3 separate regions of the Mus musculus genome follow, and all the other regions are linked to region 1. Evidence: chromatin contacts called from public HiCAR-type data. All regions are on one chromosome and are shown on one strand. The core of a region is the stretch at or near the end of the contact, and the rest is flanking DNA. Distances in the headings are between cores, read along the strand shown.

Region 1 (4,654 bases), core at 1,827-4,326:
TCGTGATATGTGTTGTCTTCATTGTCCTTCTTTGTATTCTTTTTAATATACGATGTGGTGTGACCTGGGACCCTCTTGCTTTCTTGGTGATACTCAGTGAGTTTTCTTTCCTCCCACCCACATCTTATTCCTTGGGTCAGCATTGCTCCTTTGTGTGCCAAGGATTTAGCACTAAATCTGACCAGGGCTTGCAAGTGATGACCAATCAAATCCCTCGTGGCATTGAGGGAGCCCTTGTATCACGAGAACGGAGAAGGAAAAACAAATGCTATTGGGTGAGTCCTTATTACTATTGTCTATTCTCCTGGTAACCAGCAGAAAGCTGGCATCATGCTTCCGATTTGCATAAGAAGAGACCAAACTCTGCAGGGCTGAGTCACCTATGACTATAAGTGCTGTAGAATTGGAACTAATTGGATTTAGAGTGCCTAGAGAGTCTACTTTTTTTTTTTTCCACCTTGACATTTTAGGAGCTCACAGAAAGTGAATTAACCATTCTGGCTTTCGGTCTTTTTGGACATCACTTTTCCCTCAAACCATTCAGGGTGTTTGGGACAGTTAGCTTCTTGGAGGAGCCTCAAGGCCACAGCATGGTAATAACTATTAGGAGTGTGTCTCAGTGGGCTCCTCCTGGTATTTGAGAGAGAGGAGAGGTATTTGGGTTCCTTGTCATCTACAGCATGTGGGTGGCAATGAGAACCTTTGGAGATCTTTTATAGTAACTGCTACACTCTGGCCATAGCTGCTCTTCTACTCCAGCTAGTAATGACCTCTGAGCTGAGCTGAGCTTCCTGACTCTAAACACAGGTGGGCTTCTTGGCCCACCCTCCTCCCCCAGACATGATTGCACTCCTTGCTTAGGATGTTATGAAGTGCTCGCACCGAGTTTATCACAGGCCCTGGAGCCTATCTAGAAGCCGCCATTATGATGAGCCAGTATCAAGGGATTGTGACTTTCTTAGGAACTTTCCCTGACTCTTCCAGACCTTCTCATAGGAAGCCATCCTACGAGGTAGCGGAAGCTATCTTTTCAGCCTGTCATTATTCAGAACAATGGCTTTTAGCACCCATTCAGGAAGTCCTGCCCCAGGACCAGAGGCTTATGAGCTCCATTAGCCACAGACTGACAGATTGACACAGGCTGTGGGCGGGGACAAAGTGTCTTGTGAAGCAAGCAGCTCCTATCCCTTCTTGGAACTCAACATTCTATGAGGGTCGTATGTGGAACAGTCTCAGAAATTAATTTTCAAACAGCACTCATCCATTTATTTGATCTTCGTTAACTCTGTTCCACTGGTTGGGTTCATTCTAGGAAGCGCGGGCTGTTGTTCCCTTGATTGGATGGCTGGTGTGGCATCTGGGAAGACTCTTGAATGAAGAGAGGAGGGAGTGGGAACTTGGCAAGCAGAAGCCGAAGGATTATTATAGGCCTATGAGTCACAGGGACTGCAGGCAAATGATACAGAGTGGGCTGATGGAGGGAGTGTGGGCAGCGAGCAAGCTTGAGGTAGACTGAGAGGAAGGAACTAATGCAAGGAGCAACGCTTTGGGAGTATGTTAGTCAGGCTCTGCAGAGAGACAGCACCAATCGGATTCGAGTGCATGTCGAAGGCAATTTCATTCAAGGAATAGGCTCCAGGGATGACAGGATCTGGCAATTCTCAAATGTGCAGGCTGGAGGCCCAGGGAAAATGCTGATGTGGAATGTCAAAAGTATCCCCACAGGTGCCACCCCCGCGGTGCTCACAGCCTGGTGTTCAATGCCCGGAAAACACATCGGTTCACGTCTATAGGGAGCTGTGAGAAGTCTCGACCCAAAGTCTCTATAGATGCTTCCATGCCTCTAGCAGAGTTTGGCTCCAGGCTGTGCCTCAAGCTCACCTCTGCTGCGTACCCAGTGAGGCCAGGTCTCCAGTTCTGCTTATCTGGTTTGGCACTGGCTGCTCAAAGCAGCTAGGAAAGCAGCCAGTGGTTCGAAGACAATTTAAGCAGGATTCTTCTACGTGGAGGGGAATTTCAGCTTTGGCTGCGTATTAGAACTATCTTTAAACACCTAGCGCGGGGTTCATAGTGCAGACAAATTCAGAATCTCTGTGCTGGGGGTGAAGAGAACATCCGAAAAATTGTATTCCTGTAAGCGCCTGGCTGTGTCATCTAGCCTAATCACCTCACAAAGGTAAGGTTACCACTAACATGTAAATTTCGAAGTTCATTTTAACACATGGATTCTTGGGTGACACTTTCAAACCATAGCCACCCTTAGCGGCTCTCAGTGTTTCCTTTTCTGGGCTGTCCTCAACGTCTGATTAAAAACATGTTTTTTTTTTTTTTCTCTCTGATGGTGCTGAGGTCTGATACATGTACCCACACAAAGAGTGCCTGGCTTAGTGGGTAAGAGCGCTGACTGCTCCTCCAAAGGTCCTGAGTTCAAATCTCAGCAACCACATGGTGGCTCAAAACCACCCATAATGAGATCTGACGCCCTCTTCTGGCATGTCTGAAGGCAGTTATAGTGTACTTATGTATAGTGATAAGTAAATCTTTGGTCCAGAAGAAGCAGGGACCAGAGTGAGCAGAGGTTCTAAAAAATTCAATTCCCAACATCCACATGAAGGCTCACAACCATCTGTACAGATACAGTGTACTCACATACATAAAATAAAAAGATAAATCTTTAAAAGAAAAAAAAAAAAAGAGTGCCTTACTGAACTGTGTCACTGGCCCTAACTCACTTGTTAAAGTCGCTTGGGTCCAGAAAAGCAGGTGTTTCCACAACGATGCTGTGTTCTCTACCCTGGCATTCATCACATGTTGGCTTAAAAGATTTGAAAGAAAAATGTCTAATGTGTTGAAGACACAGAGGAAGGATTGGATTTTTTTCAGTCTTCACAAAGGAGACAGAAACTGGATTTGTTAAGAAAATCATATGGCATGCAGGAAACAGCTTTGTCTGACTTTTTTTTTTTTCTCTTGGGTAATTCTTCATTGAGAAAAACCCATCAATGTTACTGACCCTCAGGGGTTTTGCTACCAGAATGATGACGTCAGTCTCTTTGTGCGCTGGTGAATGAAGGTTCTGGGATAATGACTAACAAATGTCCATTTGAAGGGGAGCAGACTGTACGGGTTCATCACTGAGTCATCACTGGGACAGACCAATGAAAAGAGTTAAGAGCTACCATTCGGTATCTATGACTTCTGAATCTCCAGTCTCTCAGTTAATAAACCAGAATTATCGGGTGGTAACACTAGAGCTTTTACAGTACAAGTCTGAAACCTTGCAGCTCTAACAGGAAAACTGTCTCCACTCACCCTCAATAAGCCGACGCAATAGCCCTAATAGTCAAGAGCAGAGAAGGGAAAAGATGGAGTGTGGCTACTGGTTCTTGCTATCTGGAAAATTGTCGACATGGTGACAAAAACTTCTTCGGGGAAGACAAGCTCCCCTGTGCCTGGCAGTAGAGCCCCAGCCTTTCCTTTCCCCCTGTCCTTCTTCTGGGGAAATTCCAGCTCCATGGTTCCATTGCTCAATGGTCTCTGTATCTGAAGGGAGAAGCTCACCTGCCTGTCCTCTCCAGCTGAGTTGGTCACATTGAGCTGAAGAGCAGCCTCCAGGATTCACAAACTCCCAGACCATCAGAAAGGGAACTAAGTTTGTCCTAAGACCTTCGCATCTGTGAAGTGCTAAGGAGCCTGAAGTGAATTATGTTGGACTTGGAGGAGTCACTATGTCCCTCCCATGACTCTGGTTTATATGAGAAAAGAGAGGGACATTTGGATCTGGAGTCCTGATTCTCGTAAGGTGCGGGGTGCGGGTGGGGGAGTCACAAATAGGAAGAAAAATGGAAGCAGAGATGATAGCATTGCTGTGATTAAACAAGTGCCGCCAGGAGCCAGCAGAAGGAAGGGTCTTCCTCTCCACCTTCTAAGGAGACATACAGCTACTATGCTTGATCCGTAAGACGATTAGCTTCTTCATCTGTGGGGAAATATACTTTCATAGTGTTTAAGGTGCCCAGCTTGTGGCATTTTGTTACAGTAACTATAAAGCTCTAAAACAATTAACAGCTACGCTCTTCTAAGGTATTGAGACTGTAATGAATTCATATGGTAAATATGATTAGATTTAGTAATGATAACATTTTAACTAAATATACTTCGGGACTATTTGATACTAAGGTAATGACAGCCATCAAGGCTGCTGGTGCTTATGGGTCTTTTGTGACTGTCTCTGTGACTCCGGGAAATGACAGGTGCTGAGTGAAGGCGAAGTGATTTACAGCAGGGTGGTCAGTCAACATGCAAGAGGTGCATCTCCATGTGTTCACCCATCCACCATGGAGGGGGTTGGAGCTGTTCTTTGACTGCATGTAACACATTAGACCACGAATCATTTAGAGTTACCTGTTATGGGCCCCTCCCTGGAGTTACACGTTCCATCTCTTCCTCAGTAAACACCCACAGCACCTAGGTTTGTGTACTTAAGAAATTTCCGTTAAGCTCAGCTTAAGGAGTGTGCAAGTTCCTTTCATTAAAGTACATTGGTCTTCTCTTAGCTACTGTCTCAATTCTAAAGTTTCATTTACTTACCTCTAACTGCCATCCCAAATCCACGAAACGGAACATTCCAGAAATAAACAACCTAGCTGGTAAC
Region 2 (4,827 bases), core at 559-3,058, 200 kb after region 1:
GTAGCACCCCTATGTTTTTAACCTGTGTGCCCAAAATGGGGCATCATGAGTTCTTTGTGCCCCATGTTGTGAAATTAAATGTAAACCTGTCTTGACAAATTTGAAGGCTTTGGGGGACAGAAATCCATAGATGGTACGTTGGGGTCCCAAATGCTAAAATGGCCAAAGAGACTATACCTTGGGGGCAGCTTCTGGACCCCCCAGTGCCCCATCTATTCTTTGAGGGCAGTGGGTCTGCTGAGAGCTTGGATTCCAGTTTGGGCAGAGAGAAGAAAGGAAGAAGAGGCAAAGTCCTGACAGCGGCAATCAGATGAACCCAGTGGGCCCAGGAACTATGACGGGAGAATGAGAGCAGAGAGGGGGGCTGGGCTGGGCTGAGGACAGTCGGCTAACTCAGATTCCTGGTGTTTGGCCTGGAGAAAGCACCCACTAGAGGAACAAGTCTGTTGTTAGCAGCCAAGGATGGCCCAGGTGATCGCAGAAGCACACTGGGTTCTCAACCTTGCTGTGATCCTGGGTCTCAGGTAAATGAGTTCTGGCCTTAGCTGACAGTCAGGTAAACAACAGTCCCTGTGCCCATTATTCAAATGGTGCTAGTGTGCCTAGACTAGAGTTCCTCCAAGTTTAGAATAACCCTTCTCTCAATGCCTTGAGTTTCTCTCAGAGTCTTTCTCGCACAAAGAAACAATCTGGAAGATGTGGGCTTTCTAGAAGCTACAAGTTTTATAATTTGTTGGTAGTTACTGGAGGAAGGCACTGGTTTCTAGTTAAGTTGGAATTTCAGATGGTAAGCATAAATACATTTTAACCTAAGTTCCAAATATTATGTTAGACCTACTTATCTATACAGTCCTTTGTTTGCTATGGTTTGACTTAATTCCTTCCTTCCTTCCTTCCTTCCTTCCTTCCTTCCTTCCTTTCTTTCTTTCTTTTTTTATTTTTTGCTTTAAGGTAGTAATGGTACTTCAAGTCTAATTTGGATCTTATCTTGGGGGAATAATGCGTGGTTTACCTGAAAATCACAGTTAACTGAAACTTTAAAAGAATTATTAGCACATATTCATTGTACAAAGTAGTGGGCATAGCATTGCATAGTTATAATGACAGCATTCGAGGAGCTGGGGCAGGAGATTGCCATGAGTTCAAAATGAGCAAAGGCTACACAGAAGAACCCTGTTTGGAAAATTGATACACACAAAACCCAAAGCAACAAACAAACAAACAAACAAAAGACAAATTCAAAACCAGAAACAACTGAGGAGTTCTTTTGTGAGACTCTCATCTAGACATATTCTGTACTATGACGACACTCACCCCCAGGAGCCTCTGCCATCCCCCTTTCTTATTGTGACCACACTCATCCGCCTGAACCTCTCTTACCCCCTTCCACTCCCATTAGTCTCTTTACTCTTCATAAATAGCATTAATATTTAGACCATATAAAAAACTAAAGATACTAAGCACACACACAAGCAATCCAATAAATAAAGTCAACAGTTCCCCAAACATGACCATCACCAGCAAATCACCAGTAATGTGTGAAATGCTGTTGAAGCCATGACTGGCACACAGATTAAAACACCCCAAGCATTAAGAAAATAATAATCTTGCTAGGATATTTCAGATGAAAAGAATTTGGGTAATTTTATTTACTAAATCTAGTGACATTTGTGCATTGTGAGTAAGAGAGGAAATTGGGACTATTAAATGCTGTACAACTATGAGGTTTCTCTACAATGACAAAGGAATCGCAGGGCATCCTGGAAGCCTCTCAGACTTGGATTTACAAATGTCATCTGACTCTGCAGCTTCGGAAATCCCAGCACATGACATGTCTCTCGGCTGTGCCTGGGAGGCATTGCTGCCAAGTCAGGTCTGCTGGGATTTTGACATCATCCAAGATTTTTCTGTTTATTTCCTTGGTTTCACATGGTCTTGATGGCAATCTTTCAAATGACACCACTGGGTATTTTTGTAACTCCATCTCTTTAGTTCTCTCTCTCTCTCTCTAAATTTCTTGCTTTGTGGGGGTTGAATTTTAGGTCTCTGATTTCATCTAGAAATAAATGTTTATAAAAATGTATAAACACTTCTCAGATGAGACCGTTTTAGAGAGCCAGGGTACTATGTTAATTACCTAAGTTACTTTGTTTTCTGCATGGTAGGATGTAGTTCTGAAAGGAGAAACTACAAATCACAAATGTTTCCATTCGTTCTTTGAGAATTGTAAAGATGTATGCAATACATTGTGATCACATCTACCCCAATTTTCCTCCTCCAACTCCCCACCTAGAACCGCCCCACCCCAACATCCCCTGAACAAGTTCATGTGTTTTTAAACATACTCACAGCATCTGTGAGTCCCTGAGTGGCCACACCCCACAAAGGAAAATGATTCTTCCTTCCCCAGCCACTACCAAACGATTAATGGCTCCTTGGCTAGAGGTGGGGCCTTGGAACCACCCCCTACTCTGCCCCACCTTCATCCATGCTGAAATTCTAGCTAGCTTGTTCTTGTACAGGTAATCATCGATGATGTGAGTTCATGGATGCGCCAGCCACATCTTATTCAGAAGATGGAATTTTGCATGGTTCCCCTCCATGTTTGAGCTCTTAGAACCTTTCTACTGTCTTGTCCACAAAGTATGTTGAGGGGTTGATAAAGATGTCTCTTTAGGGTAGAGTACTGGTTCAGCAGTGTTTCTATTTATGAGTTCCCTCAGTCCTCTCTGCTCAGTGCAAAAAAGAAACTTCTCTCACCAAAGTTGAGAGCAGCCCAGATCTAGGGGATCTGGAAAGATCTAGAAGGCAATTTGACATGACCATGTATCAGAATAGCAATAGTAGGTCTCCCCTCTCCCAGGGTCTATGCTATCCCAAGCTATGGGCTTTTGATCTGGTGTACAGTACCAGGTCCCTTTATATGCAGCAGCCTCAAGTCATCCAGAAACCACTTGGTTTCCCCATAATGTCCATGCCTCTATTGTACTAGTAAGTCTTGCCTGGCAGGTTGGTGTTGAAGATTCCAGGATCTAGCACTTAGTAAGACCATTGTCTTTTCTGACTCAGTGGTCTGCATAGCATCTTCAGGAGCATCTAAAGATCCTCTGCAGCAAGAAGAGAGTTTCCTGGTGAGACTGGGAGTGAATTTTCTATGTTCTGCAACCAAGTGTATATTATGTTTGGCAATAGGGTCCTATTATCTAGTTATGGTGCACAACCAAGAGCAACGGCAACAGCCTGTGTTAATTTGGAGACCTCTGGATCCCTCCATGATTAGTAACTGCTAGAGAGTTATCCCATGACTGGCACTGTGATAGCCCCTGTCTTCTTTGAGAAGCACTCACATAAGAACCCTATGGACCCATTTAGTTTTGACTTCAGGCATGCTAAGCCATGTATCGTACAGATAACCATCAATGATGTGAGCTCATATTTAGTATATTCTTAAATGTTACCCATAATTACCCTAAACCCACAGCCAACTTCATCAGAATAGTGACTAGTAGGAGATCTGAAAAATTAGCCTTGCCATGGTGATGCGTGTTTATAGCAACGTCAGCCTCAGTTACATGAGCTTTCATTTATGAGAAAGTGTATAAGGAATAGAAGGAGTGTAGAATCAGACAAATTAGTCAAAATTATCCTGTCTTAGCCAGCAATAAAACTTTATATAAAATTTTGTGGATCAAATGTGGGCATGATTCAAATATCCCATGAAGGATCTACTGAAACTTTTGTTATTTTTGATTTTCAATTTAAAGCTCTAGGTTTATTCTCTTTTATTGTTTTGAGCACTGTCACATAGATTTTACATTATTATGGTGTAAGTGGCCTTGGCTTTGTGAATCTCTTCCTAATAGTGCTAGGAATTGACTTAAAATGTACCATCCTAGAAAACAAAAATGATTGTAAAAGCAATCTGAGATGAATAATGCCAGTAAATAGCAGATGAGGGGAGTGTCGGACGGAATAGGCAGAAAGAAGTAGGATGTGCATTCAAAAAATGAAATCTACTTAGCAATTTGTGAGAAATGAATGGAAGTAAGTTATGCAATTTATTAATGGACTGACAATTGTGACTGAATAAACTTGTTCACTATTCTGGATACATTGATTTCTTAATGACATAATGTATGCAGCCATTTGCTTGTCTTATTCCCTCTAAATTATTATAGATACCATATTGTAATACATTTGTGTGTGCATATAAGTGTTCAGAAGTGGTGTATCTATGTATACACACACATACCTATATACATATGCACACACACATACATACATAAACACATACACACATACACACATATACACATGCACACATATACACACACACATAAACACAATCCACACATATACACATACACACATAAACACACATGCACCATACATATACATCGTGCAAAAGAATATTTTAAATTTCAACTTCTGAAAATAGTACTCCTCTGCTAATGTATGAGCTTGTGATTTGATTTTATCTTTCCTGTTCAGATTTTGTGTGAAGATGCCAGCTGCCTGCTCCCAAGGCTGTTATTTCACCACAAACGTTGGCAAATACAAGGAAATGATGACACTTCTCACCTCCCTTAATCTCCTCCAGTTTCTTCTTCTCTGATGCCTTATCTTGCCACATAAACACTCTACAGTGCTCCTAACCTAGAATTCCCAGACCCTGGCCCACCCTAGCTACCACCTCTGGTATCTCAGTTTGGGTTTTATTGCTATGAGGAGACACCACGACCATGGCAACTCTCATAAAGGATAGCATCTAATTGGGGCTGGCTTACAGGTTCAGAGGTTTTGTCCATTATCATCATTCCAGGAAAC
Region 3 (4,909 bases), core at 1,650-4,149, 240 kb after region 1:
CCATCCGGCTCATTAAAAGTGGACGGTAGAGAAGATGGAGCAATGGCTCAGTGGCTAAGAGACAGTACTGGTTTTGCAGATGATCTGAATTTAGTTCCCAGCACCTGTACTGGGGTCTCATAACCACCTGTAACATCAGCTTCAATGGATCAATGTTTCTGGCCTCCATGACCTCCTGTACTTATGGGCACATATACATAAACACATACATGCAGACACACACATATACACACAGATGTGTGCACGCGCACACACACAATTTAAAATAAGAAAAATGAACTAATTAATTGAAAAGTAGACAGTGAGATGCTGGTTGTCGGGAGCAGGGAGTGGTGGACTATGCGGTTGCTCAGTCTTATGGGACAACCAAGTTCTGTACATCTAGTACCCAGGATAATGAGTATCATCTTCAACATCCTATATGTAACAATACACACATGCACACACAGTCACACAAAATGGGAAAAGAATTCTTGTGCTCTCGGCACACAGAGGAAAATCCTAGCAAGCAGAACAAACTAACAGTGGGTCAGTTACCTTGCTCCGATTAACCATTTAGAGTGTATACGTCACATTGTATGACTAAGATAGACATAATTTTTTTTATTTCTTAGCATTCCTTTGTCATGAAGCTGGGAGGACTGCTTGGTGGGTAAGAATGCTGCACAAACATCATGATCTAAGTTCAAATCCCCAGCACCCATGTAAAAAATTGTCCTCTGGTCTCCACATACATCACTCAAAGATTTATACCCCCCCCCTTTCCTACCTGTAACTCAAATGTTGTGGAGGAAGAAACAGGAGGGTTGCTGGATCTTGTGGCTGCCAGCCTTGTCCCAAGTTTGGTGAGAGACCTTATTTCAAGGGAATTCAGTCCGAGAAAGGTAGAACAGGAAACCCAATGTCTTCCTCTGATCGCCATGTACATGGGTGAATTTACCCAGAGACATGTGGAAACACATGGTATTCACACATACACGCACATGCATGCTCACACGCCTTCATCAAACCAGAAAAAGGTTTTTAAAAAATTAACAAATACTAGTCAAAGAAATACTTCGATGGCATGTTGTTTTAACTCTCTTTGAATCATCGTTGACAAAATGACCAAATTCCTACTTTAGGATGACCATCAAGACATTTGTCCTCGCTAGAGAGTGTATGGTTTGTTATAGTCAAGAAGGCCACAAAAAATAAAACTCATTGGATAATGTAAATGTTTTCCAAATGACTTAGCTAGGGTCACGAAAGAGCACCCATTTGGCTAATTCTAAATAAAACCCCATAATTGAAGGCTTCACCGTGATGACCTCTGACTTCATTCAGCAATAAATATTTAATAAGATCCACTCGCATCAGGTACTATGGCGTCCAACGTTAATCAATATTCATATTCATATAGCTTTTCTGATTTATGGTATAAGCCACGCTACCTGCATAATATATACTAAAACCCACACATTCCCAAGTTTAATTTAATCCCCTATCAGTCATAGTAAGATGCATTATGGCAATATTATGCTTCATTCTGGACATCGGCTGAGAAATGGTATTTGCTGAACATGATAGAGCCATTGCATACATGCATTCATGGTGCCCTGAAGAGCTCAAGTTATCCAAGATCCCAGTATTGATAGGGAGGGGTTCATGACTTTCCACACACCCCACCCCTGCAGAGAAGCTACTGACCACTAATGGCCACTGGAGGAGGGGAACGTTTTCCTCTGGGATGCAGACCTTGAGTGGAGTCCCATGCCCCAGTTGATACTCCTTCACCCACGCACTCACAGGCAGTTACTACGTTGACTCAATGGGTTTAAAAACAAAGAAAAACAAGGTGAAGGTGGAGATGGAAGTTGTGGTGAGAAGTGGGGAGAAATCGAAATCGGCGGGGAAGGAAGAGAGGGGTGGCAGATTCGATGAAAACGCATATTACACGTGCATGGAATTCTCAATGAAAATATATTATGCTTCTTGATGCCTAGATATTCAGCAGGCTAAAACTCATTCTGTTCTTGTGGATCCCACCCTCACTGTGTACTCAACAGCATCCCATTTTGTTAGGGCTGGCTCTGACTTAGCTAAGTAAATCCCTTAAAAGAGTACAAAAGAAAGATAGCTAGATAACTATCTTAAGTGCATGATTTTGCACATTTTTTTTTGTAAAATAATTGAAGGTCCTGTACGATTTTGTGAAGAATTCTGGGAATTTCTGCTCCGTCATGGTGCCCAGGGAAGCAGTGTTCTTCGTCTCCTAAGCGCTCAGCTGAGCTCTGTCCATCATATCTCCACTTCGCTCCTGAGGGCCCTTGGGCAACATCTAGCTCCCACTGGCTGACTTTCACTCTGCCACTGGTTGATACATCAGAAAAGAAATATTTCCTCTAAACCCTGTCTCACAAAAGTGAGCCTCAAGAGAGTAACAAGGCACAGTCTTCCTTTCAGCATCCAGGGAGTTGTTTGGAGACTACAGCCTCACTGAACATGGAGTCTGACAGCACCTTGATTTTGGACTATCTCCCTCCACAGCAGTATACAGTGCCCTTTTATTATTTAATAAATGAACCAGGCTAGGCAATTTTGCACAGCCTCTTTCATGGACTAAGACACTTGACATCCATGGGCTAGAGGCAACGGATGAAAAGGACCATCGGGGAGTGAGATGTGTACAACATCCAAAGTCACAATTCCATGCAACAAGAATGATGGTCGTTGACTGCTGAGTCTTAGAAAGGATGGGAAGAGGAAGTGTTCAAGGAGGTAGCTGGTTCAGTGCTTGGGAGGAGAAGAGGGATATCTGGCAATGGAAGGAAGCTCCCACAAGGCTAGACAGTCTCTGAATCCTGGGGCTGGAAGAGAAAATAAACAAACAGACTAAACATTGAGCAACATCTCTACACTGTCGTCATTCCAGCTAACAGGCTTACAATAAATCCAGCTGTGCTAGCCCCAGGGACAGGAGGAAGGGCCGAGCCACACATGGGAAGAAGTCCATCTCTTTTGACATCCTTTGCTATGTCATCTACAGCAACTCATGGATAAAGCTTGACGTCTTTCCAGTCAGTAGGAGTCATAAAGATTTCTCAGAAAACAGATGACAAAAGCAAGCCAACATAGTAACACACACACACACACACACACAAACACACACACACACACACACACACACACACACAGCAAACAAACAACAAAAGTATCACTCACAAACACTATGTTGATTGCTTACTGCTTATTTTTATTAAGAATGGTCATTCATTGTAATTTGAACAAATCTAAAACAAGCAGAGCATGCTGGGATACACCTGCAATCCTAGAACTAGGGAGGCTGAGGAAGAAGGATTGTGAACTTGAGGCTAGCTTGAGCTACAAAGCAAATTTCAGGTCAACCTAGGTTATACAGTAAAATACTATCTCAAAGAGGGAGGCAGAGGGCTAAAGCCAGAAGAGTGTTGGAAATGGATGGTAATGGAACCTCCTTACAGTCTTGGAACTGGGACACAACAAAAGCCAATGGATTTGGGACTTGATATATATATATCTCAGAGGATGTATGTATTCTATACCATGAGGTCAGAATTACTAATGAGTGTAGAGAAGCCGAATCACAAATAGTTTACATGACAGCTAGGGCTGCATGCCTATTGAAGACAGCCACAGTCCAATCCCTATGTATAATACATAATTGCTAACCATTTTGATAGGTAAATTCCCACATAGCTTTTTAAACGTGGTTTCAAGTTTTCAGTAAAGCAAACACATAGCTGTTTAAATAGTACCAAGAATTCAGAATAATTGCATATACTTTAAATTCTCATACACACAGATAAATTTTTGGAGCGATGCTCCACTTCATTAAACAAACAAACAAACAAACAAAGAAACAAACAAACAAACAAACAAACAAAACTAAACCCCTGAAACTAAAAATATGCTTGATATCCTGGGGCTAAGATACAATTTTGTGACTAGACTTTTATAGATCATTTTAAAAACCTGATCTTTGATAAACATCCCATTGCCACAGTTGATGGAATAAGGTAACGCTAAGACTGTAGGCGGTGCTTGCTCTGCGCCCTGGCACAGACTTGCATTTGCACTGTACACCCAGGGGCCAGGTAAGACTTTGGATAGTGCTAAGGATGTGGCTCAGTGACAGAGCACTTGCCAGGCGTACACAAGGCTTTGGTTTAGTCCTTATCACTCTAGGGTGTGAGACGGTTCCTCCTTCCGCTAGTTTTCCATAAATACTTAGGGCAGAGCATAGCTCACTTGGAACTGTTTTGTTTCCCAGCCATTCAGGAACTCTAGGAAGCTGCTCTTTGAACTGTGCCATACCTGCCATCTCTTGTTCAGTGTTAAACAGTTTTGCTGAGCCAACATATCCCAAGGGATCCCGGTGCTCCCTCCCGAGCGGTCGGGGAGGCTCAGATCATATTATGCTTGTGGTTATTGCTGATGTACATCTTCTGATTGATGGATTCACAACCTATAACAGAAACCAAGAACCATAAAGGTGACTTACTTCAGAAAGAACTGTGCTATGGTCTGTATGTAATTCAGTTCACTTGGGGAGAGCAAATGTGTTGTGTTCGGCCTACCATGGGCCAAAAAGGTTGGGAGACTTAATGAAATAAAAATGAGTAGGCTCAAGTCATCAAGCCAACCAAAGAATGAATAAATAATAAATATACTAATAAATATAAATATATATCATATATTTTCCTTGAGAAAAAAAATCTCATGTACTCCATTGTATGCTGAAATTCTTTCCATAGTCTTATTTAAATATTGATACATATCTGAGTATATACATCTAACATTTCTACATCAGCTCTAGCTATAAAACTGTATAACTATAAAAATAGCAACTAAATGCAAACAAAAATGCAATGTCAATAAACTGAAAATT

Evidence for each region. HiCAR-type assays count read pairs that join an accessible place to other places.
Region 2: a contact with region 1 is called in a HiCAR-type map of fibro-adipogenic progenitors, with 4 times the contacts expected there. The contact joins two enhancer-like sites. A contact is called at or near these places in 6 of 484 Hi-C or Micro-C datasets (cortical neurons, liver, muscle stem cells and 2 more) and 2 of 115 datasets of contacts at active chromatin or transcription factors (embryonic stem cells and fibro-adipogenic progenitors).
Region 3: a contact with region 1 is called in a HiCAR-type map of fibro-adipogenic progenitors, with 7 times the contacts expected there. The contact joins two enhancer-like sites. A contact is called at or near these places in 4 of 484 Hi-C or Micro-C datasets (bone marrow-derived macrophages, muscle stem cells and nephron progenitors), 2 of 115 datasets of contacts at active chromatin or transcription factors (embryonic stem cells and fibro-adipogenic progenitors) and 1 of 9 other capture datasets (embryonic stem cells).

Annotation. Positions count from the first base shown.
Region 1 is chr13:41,747,620-41,752,273 of GRCm38.p6, forward strand. No RefSeq gene overlaps it. Among named protein-coding and RNA genes, the nearest start is that of Gm40925, 73 kb to the left of the region's middle. Within about 2 kb of position 3,077, at least 42 of the 459 cell types and tissues checked have an H3K27ac peak or open chromatin away from gene starts, as enhancers often do. A contact at or near this core is called in fibro-adipogenic progenitors, where this site is marked.
Region 2 is chr13:41,950,818-41,955,644 of GRCm38.p6, forward strand. No RefSeq gene overlaps it. Among named protein-coding and RNA genes, the nearest start is that of Gm22157, 52 kb to the left of the region's middle. Within about 2 kb of position 1,809, at least 10 of the 459 cell types and tissues checked have an H3K27ac peak or open chromatin away from gene starts, as enhancers often do. A contact at or near this core is called in fibro-adipogenic progenitors, where this site is marked.
Region 3 is chr13:41,991,397-41,996,305 of GRCm38.p6, forward strand. Gm32555 (a long non-coding RNA gene) reads right to left here. Exons shown (of 5, transcript XR_873299.2): 4 at 4,336-4,486; 5 at 1,322-2,849. Among named protein-coding and RNA genes, the nearest start is that of Gm32555, 27 kb to the right of the region's middle. Within about 2 kb of position 2,900, at least 3 of the 459 cell types and tissues checked have an H3K27ac peak or open chromatin away from gene starts, as enhancers often do. A contact at or near this core is called in fibro-adipogenic progenitors, where this site is marked.